Regions from separate parts of the Mus musculus genome. Here region 1 is linked to region 2. A link is a contact called in public HiCAR-type data. All regions are on one chromosome and are shown on one strand. The core of a region is the stretch at or near the end of the contact, and the rest is flanking DNA. Distances in the headings are between cores, read along the strand shown. Region 1 holds the start of Arih1 (ariadne RBR E3 ubiquitin protein ligase 1). Region 2 holds the start of Loxl1 (lysyl oxidase-like 1).

Evidence for each region. HiCAR-type assays count read pairs that join an accessible place to other places.
Region 1: a contact with region 2 is called in a HiCAR-type map of astrocytes, with 2.8 times the contacts expected there. The contact joins the promoter of Arih1 here to the promoter of Loxl1 in region 2.

Annotation. Positions count from the first base shown.
Region 1 is chr9:59,484,214-59,487,835 of GRCm38.p6, forward strand. It overlaps Arih1 (ariadne RBR E3 ubiquitin protein ligase 1), which reads right to left and starts at 2,161. Exons shown (of 14, transcript NM_019927.2): 1 at 1,766-2,161. The coding sequence starts at 2,134.
Region 2 is chr9:58,310,780-58,314,517 of GRCm38.p6, forward strand. Loxl1 (lysyl oxidase-like 1) reads right to left here and starts at 2,433. Exons shown (of 7, transcript NM_010729.3): 1 at 907-2,433. The coding sequence starts at 2,107.

The DNA.
Region 1 (3,622 bases), core at 911-3,410, 1.2 Mb after region 2:
TTTAACTAAAGTAAAATACACACTTTTAAGTCAAAAAGTTATTTTTGAGAATATCTTTGATTTATTTCAAAACATAATTTTAATGCCAGTAAGCTAGGTAAGTTTGATGATTTAATATAATTGCATGTAAATAAAAGCAATTCAAGTTTTAACCAAATTCCTTGCTAATGCAATTTTTTTGTTTCTTTAAAAAAAAAAATGAAAGAAAGAAATCTCAATTAATTATATAAAAACTAGAGCAGTGAAACTTAACTGACTTCTACAATCCTCCCATTTATTTTTTTATTGAAAAATGCACCATCATCTACAATGAAAATTGAGTTTCCACTACCAACAACACTAGATGAGATTTTTCCATTACACCAAACACATTCTTTAATGCCTACAAGGTTTAATCTGCAAAACGGTGCCTTCTGAATCAAACCATAAACATGTTAATAATGGAAAGTCAGCAAGTAGGCAGTAACACTGATAATCTGTCCATTCTAAAGTTAAGAAGCAATGTGCTTAAAAAAAAGAGTAACTTCTTGTTCATATGTAGTTTCCTTCCATGTAGCTACTATTTTCTAAAAGTTAAAATGAATCAAGATTTCACTCTGATTTTTCATTTTTCCAACATTTTTCGAGGCTGACCCTAGAGCCTCGAACTTTTTGCTCTACCACTGAGCTGTTATTATCTCCAGCCCTCTTTTTACTCTATCTTGAGAGAATCTCACCAAGTTGCCCGGGACAGCTTTGAGCTCACTCTGTAGTCCAGGTAGGCCTTGAACTTGCCACCATCCATCTGCCTCGACCTTCTAAGTAACTGAAATTTCAGACTTTCACCACCGGGTCCTATGTTATCTTTACTTTCCAATCATATCCCATTTGTAACAACTTTTCCCCCAAACAAATGTAAATTTATTTCCTAAAGCTCAAAAATACAAAATCGGGATGTATATAGCGTTAAATAGGATGCAGTTTCTGGTCTGAAGCAAGTTTAACTTCTATGCACGAAACAGAAACCTTCAGAGAATAGAGTCCAGAAGCCGGAATGCCTCTACTTTCTAATTCACAATAGAGTTTTGTCCAATTAGACAACACTGTGTTTTATTGTTGCCGAAGCTGCAAGGGTGGGTAGGGGATCTGCAATAACTATTCCAACAGCTTCCATCAAGTTACTTGCTACCAATGGAAGAAGTAGCAGTTAGGTCCCAAAGAAAACATACTCCTCCCACTCCCCCAAAAATGTAGGCATAAGCCTCACCATCAGAAAATAAGGTCCATCAGCACCTCTTCCGAGAAATAGTTCCCTTCCCCCACCTTTAAGTAGCCACTTAGGACTGCCAAGGAGATCCATTTCTTTATTAGCCGGTGCCCACTTGGAGCAATCATACACTAAAGCTGCTCTGAAGGGCCTGCCCTAATCCCATCTGAAACTGCTCAAAAGACTCAAGGGCTAGGGATAAACCTTGAGAAAAGGGCCGGGTTCTTTCTGACACCTCTTTCACACTCACCACCTCACCCGCCTCTAGCCCGCCCCGGTATCCCATCCTCCGGCCGTAGTCATGCAGGAACTGCCGGCCATAGCCGCTCAGGCAGCCCCAGGCCTCCGCCATGCCAGGACTCCGGGAAGCACCGCCCAAGCGCACCTCCCGACCGGCCGGCAGGGCACACAGGCCCGTGACGAGCCAGGCCCTGGCCTGCTCTTCGGCGCCGCACAGGCCGCCTTGGGTCCGCTCCCTAAGCCGGCTCCGGGGCCAGATGGCGTGGCGGGGCCCCTCACCTGGATGACCTCGTTGACCTCCCGGATACATTCCACCATGTGCTGCAGGATCTGTTCGGCCGTGAGCACCTCGTAGCGGTAATCCTCCTCCTGCTCGTGTCCCGGGCCGCCGCCGCCACCGCCACCGCCGCCGCCGCCTCCCGGACCCAGAGCGCTGCCGCCGCCACCGCCAGTCTCCCCGCACAGCAGTCCGTCTCGCTCCCCGCCGACGCCCAGCCCGGGCTCCACCAGCTCCACCTCGCCCAGATCCAGGTTATCATCGTCCGGCTCGTCCTCGTCGTCGTCCTCCTCCTCCTCGGCGCCGCTGTCCTCCTCGCTGCACTCCTCGTCCTCGTCGAACTCGTAGTTGTAGCCCTCGTCCGAGTCCATGGCGCGACGCGCGCGGGCCCGGCAGACGCTGGCCGCGGCGCGGAGAGGGCGGGGACGCCGAGGCCCCGGCTCTCGCTCCGGCTCCGGCTGCCGTCCGGACGCAGGCCTGGTTCCGGCCCCGTGGGCCGCGGCTGCTCCCCGCGTGCGGCGGTTGGAGGCGGGCGGTGGCGGCGGCGGGGAGGGCGCGGAGCAGGGCGGGAGGGAGCGCGGGGGCCGCTTGCTGCCGGCCTCAGTCAGACGCCGCTCCGCTCCGGGCTCGGACGGAAAACAGTCCCCTGCGCCACCTCCGCGGCCGCTGCTACCGCTACTGAGCCAACAAAGGGGCGTGCGTCACCGCGCCGCGCTACGTCATCGCGTCGGTCCGCTGCACGTCACCGCGCCACGCCCCTTGGCCCCTGCGTAGTATTTGGGGAGACCCCACGGCCGAGCCTGAGCAGGACGGGAGCGCGGCGGCGCGGCGGTGGCCCGGAGACACTGGGAAGCTGTGGCTCCTTGACGTGAGGAGGCTGGGGCCTTCCGGTCGTGGGGAGGAGTCTGGGGAGCGCCCAAGCGGAGGTTTTCTCCGAGGACCTTTCTCGCTTCCGGGCCTCACAGGCACATCTGACACGCCCTGGCTAGTTCCGGGAAGCCGGTAGCTGTGCTGCTAAAATTCCGGTTGCCCGAGTTACTGCCTGGAAGGTAGTAGTACGCGGAACCTCCAAGTTGGGTGACAGGTAGTTGGAGTGTTGCTGTCCACTCGTGGCTCTACAGCGGTTCTTGGGTCCCCCTGATGTGACGTCATAGTAAAGACTCAGTTCCTGAACTCATCTTGACAAGCACTTCTTGAGGGTCCGGAACAATGTGACAGTCCTGTTCCTCAATTAAGGCCATCAATTCCTCAATCACTAAGGGCCTTCCATAGATTAGTGCTCATTACCACAGAGTCCTAGTACCCAGATTATAGCGGAGGCACCCGAGACTCTAAAAATAAAAGTGTATATACCTTGTGGTGGCATACACCTGTCCAGCATGCACAAAGGCCCCAATTTCAGTCCCCAGCAATGGAGCAGAGAGGTTTTCTGATACATAATAAATCTTACATTTTATGTAAATTACAGTGATAATTCCAGGAAACAGTGCAGGCAAACCACATCTACAAAGACCAAGAGAGACTGCTTATCTGGAAATAGTGCAGAAGTGAGCTGGGTTGATGGATGGCTATTTCAACAGAGGAGGAGAGGAAGATGGCCTTGGGTCAAAACAGAAGGTTCACAATAGTTACAAGGCTGAAGTTTAAAACTCAATCAGTAAATGGGAAGTATTGGGCAAATTAGTTAGAGGTCATGACAAAGCACTTAATGCCTTTCCAAGACTGGGTTTATCTTGTTTTGTTTGCTTTAGACTTAATACCTTGAAAATAGGACACCAGAGCCAGGAAAGTGTTTTGAAGGAAGTAGAGGCTTAAGAGACCTCCCTCTTCCAGTAACTTGAAGGATTGGCCAGTCTGAA
Region 2 (3,738 bases), core at 1,183-3,682:
TCCCATTTCAAATAAAAAAAGGACCCATTATTGATTTTTCAGTTTGCCCCAGGTTATGGAAACATTATTGAGTCTGTTTAAAATTTGGACATATTTGTTCATAAGAGATTTTTTTTAATGCACTGAAATAGTACTAATCTTCATTACTGTGGTTTCTTTAGTGCTCAGTTGAATTTTATGCCCTGGCCAGTGGGCTCTGGCATCCCCAGCCGTGTTGGGATCACCTCAGGGGTCTGAAAATTTTGTCTGTTCTAGTGCAGCTCTTTGGCTGTTTACTCACCTCACTAAGGGCACAAGGACACTGCAGCATCTCTAGAAGCATTTTTTTTTTTTTTTTGGTTTTTCGAGACAGGGTTTCTCTGTATAGCCCTGGCTGTCCTGGAACTCAGTTTGTAGATCAGGCTGGCCTCGAACTCAGAAATCCACCTGCCTCTGCCTCCCGAGTGCTGGGATTAAAGGCGTGCGCCACCACGCCCGGCTCTAGAAGCATTCTTAAGGCCTCTTGACCCTGAAGGTCCAAGACTCCCATGATCCTTTGCCTCACTTTGTGCACAGGCATAGGGGAAATTTCTAAAAGTGTTAAGAGATTCCCTGGGAGAGGGAGAAGCAAGGGAGCAAGACTTTCCCCACTCGTCCCTAGATGACCCCAGCTAGATCTGCAAAGTACTTAAAACTTGGCTAGTCCTTCCACTATTCTCCCCAAGCCAGAGTCAAAACACAGGCCTACCAGATAGGCCTTTGACCCAGATGGATAATAGTTGGATTCAGGAGGAGAGGCACGCAGGGGCTGCATGGTCCTTGTTAAGCCACCACTGGAAGGCCTTTGATAAGAAACAAACAGGGTCCGCACCAGCAATTCACCAGTGGCCAAAATGTCGAGCCAAGGCGCTCGTGGATTGTACTCACCGCGACCATTCTGGTTGGGTCGGTACACACTACCCACGCTGAGACGGCCCTGCTGGGCGCCGTTCCGCTCCCCACCCTGGGAGGGCGCATCAGAGCTTCGCACGGGCAAGTAAGGTGGCTCCAGCACGCGGAATGGGGGCTGTGGCTCCACCGCACGCGGAGGGACGTAGGCCTCCGGTGGCACATTGGCTGCATAGGGCGGGTACCAGCCGAGGCGAGGATCGCCAGCGCCACCGTAGGTGCCACCGGCCCCCGCGGGGGCCTGCGACACGTCGGTGCTGGGATCAGGGTAGGCCTGCTCGAATCCCGGGGTGCCTTCATTGTACAGGCTGTGCGAGTAACGACGGTCAAGGCCGTCGGAAGGTTGGGGCTGAGGCTGCGGCTGGGGCTGGGGCTGGGGTTGGGGCTGGGGCACATAGGGCCTCTCTGGGGCTGGGTAAAAGCCCTGGGCCGGGTACTCGGGCTGCTCCTCGCCTCCTCCACCTCCGTAGTCCTCGTAACGCGCCCGGGGCTGGAAGGGATAGATGACCCCAGCCGAGGCTACAGCCGCTGCCCCCGCGCCCATGCCGCCGCCCGCACCACGGTAGTACACGTAGCCCTGTTCGTAGGTCCGTGACGCGGGATCGTAGTTCTCATACTGGTTTACGAAGGGCGCCTGCGGATAGGGGAACTGCTGCGGGTAGGAGGATGGCTGGCGATAGGTGGTGGCGAAGGCCGAGGCCGAAACCGAGGAGGAGGCGGAGCCCCCGTGCCGTTGCTGGGAGACGGAGGTGCGGGCCCGAGCCATGCCGGTACTGTCCCCGACGGCCACCTCTCTCCAGTTGTCGGGCACCTGGCCGAAGCCGAACGGGTGCCGCGTTTGGCCGCGCACAGTGTCCGAACCCACGCGTCCGGGCAGGGGCAGGGACGGCGCCTGCCGACGCCGGGGTCCCCCCTGACTGCGCCGCTGCGACGTTTGGGGCGCGCCTGCCAGTAGAACCCTGGAGCTAGTCTCCCCTCGTTGGGGCCCCGCGGGCACGTACTCAGAGCCCGAGTTGAGCAAGCTGTACACCTGCCCGTTGTTCTCCCACTGGATCAGCTGCCGCCAGCGTCCTGGGTCCGAGCCCTGTCCTGGCTGCGCTTGCTGCCCGTGCACCAGGACGCACAGGCAGGCACTCCACACCAGGGTCCTCAGCTGGCTGCCGGCTCCGGCCAGAGCCATAGTGGCCCTTCTGCAGAGGCCGGGTGGGCAGAGAGTGGGCCTCGGTGCGTGCTTCTCTTCCCACGGCCTCGAGGACAGGATGGCTCTTCGCCTGCCCAAGCTCTAGCTTTGTCCATCCTGGCCTTGTCCCGAGCGGGACGGCTCCTCCGATGACAGCATTTCGAGGCCAAGGGGTCAGGGCAGGGCAGGGGCGGTGCCCAGGGCTGCACGAGGCTTTCCGTAGGGCACGGGACGGGCAGGACCTCCTGGGGCCCTTACATGGCCAGCCCCACACTGGCTGGCTGCTCGCTAGGCTGGCGCTTTCCCACTCTGAATGAATAAGCAACAGGCTGAAAGTGTCTGGAGGTTTCAGAAACCTGGTCCGCCTGCTGGGGCCTCCTCCGCGGGGCCCTACGGCCCGCCGGGTTTTAGCTATGTGGCCTGTCCCACAGATCAGTGCTCCCTTAGTCCTGTAGCTTCCAGCCAAGCCACAGACCTGCCTGGGAGGAAGGGAATGAGGTAGGGCGGAGGAGGGGGCCCCTGGGGACTCAGGCCTGGTAAGTGGGGTTTCTGGCAAACATAGCAGGATTAAGATGTGGGCACTACCCTGCTGGTTCCACTCAGTCCTGGACACAGGTTTTTTTTTTTTTTAATTCCACTTTCTTCGTTGACTTCACCTCTTCCTAGGGTTCTTGGGGTGCCTTCTCCCTTCTCCAAAGCTAGTGCTAAGAGACATCCTGGTTGGTGAGACTCCCTGGGGAGATGCCCACCTCTGGCTGGGGCCACCCTGTAATTCTGCATCCTGAAGACATTGGGCGTTTGGTCCTGAGTACAAAGACACTGAACCTTCAGCTCTTCTACCAGGTCTCAGTCTACAGGCTTGGGAACTAGGATAGGTATGTCTCTCTGCTGAAGGGGACTTGGGAGCTCAGGGCAGATGCTGACATCACGTACCCCCCACCCCCTCCAGTGGCTTCTGCCCTGTGCTTCCTGAGTTGATAGCCAGAAATAATCGGAGTCTAAACATGAATAAGAAGAACCCAGCCGGTGGCAGCCTTGGATATGAGATATGCCATTGTGAGGCAAGGGGAACCTTTAACATAAAGCAGAGAGAGGGAGGCCTTGGGAGAGCCGTGGCCTGGGAATCGCATGCTCCTTCCCAACTCTGAGTTAGTGGACACATTGATCACTGGGGGATTATTCCACAGAACTCCATCTGTTCTGGCCGATTCTCTGTTCCCTCCGGGGATGTCAGGGCTAAGAAGAAAGGTAAATTTTAACTTTTACTTGGTACCTAAGAGGTTACCCTCTAAATGCTGTTCTCCAGGCTTCCCCTAGGCTGTCTTCTGTTTGGCCTTGGGAGCTGGAGGGCAAAGATTACCCCCTGAGACTTATAAACAAGACAGGAAGGATCTGTCCTCAATGCTGGATGACTCTGTTTTGTAAACTCCTGGGCCCCGTTTAAGGAGGAAACAGCCAGAATGATGCTCTTTGGGAACCAGGACCCCTCTGCCCTCCATCCTTACCAGGAAGCATCTATCAACCCACCAAACTGTGGGTTTCAGGACTGATACTTCACATATGTGTCTTGGGACACTGGATATCTTCCCCCCCCCCCCCCCCGAGACAGGGTTTCTCTGTAGCCCTGGCTG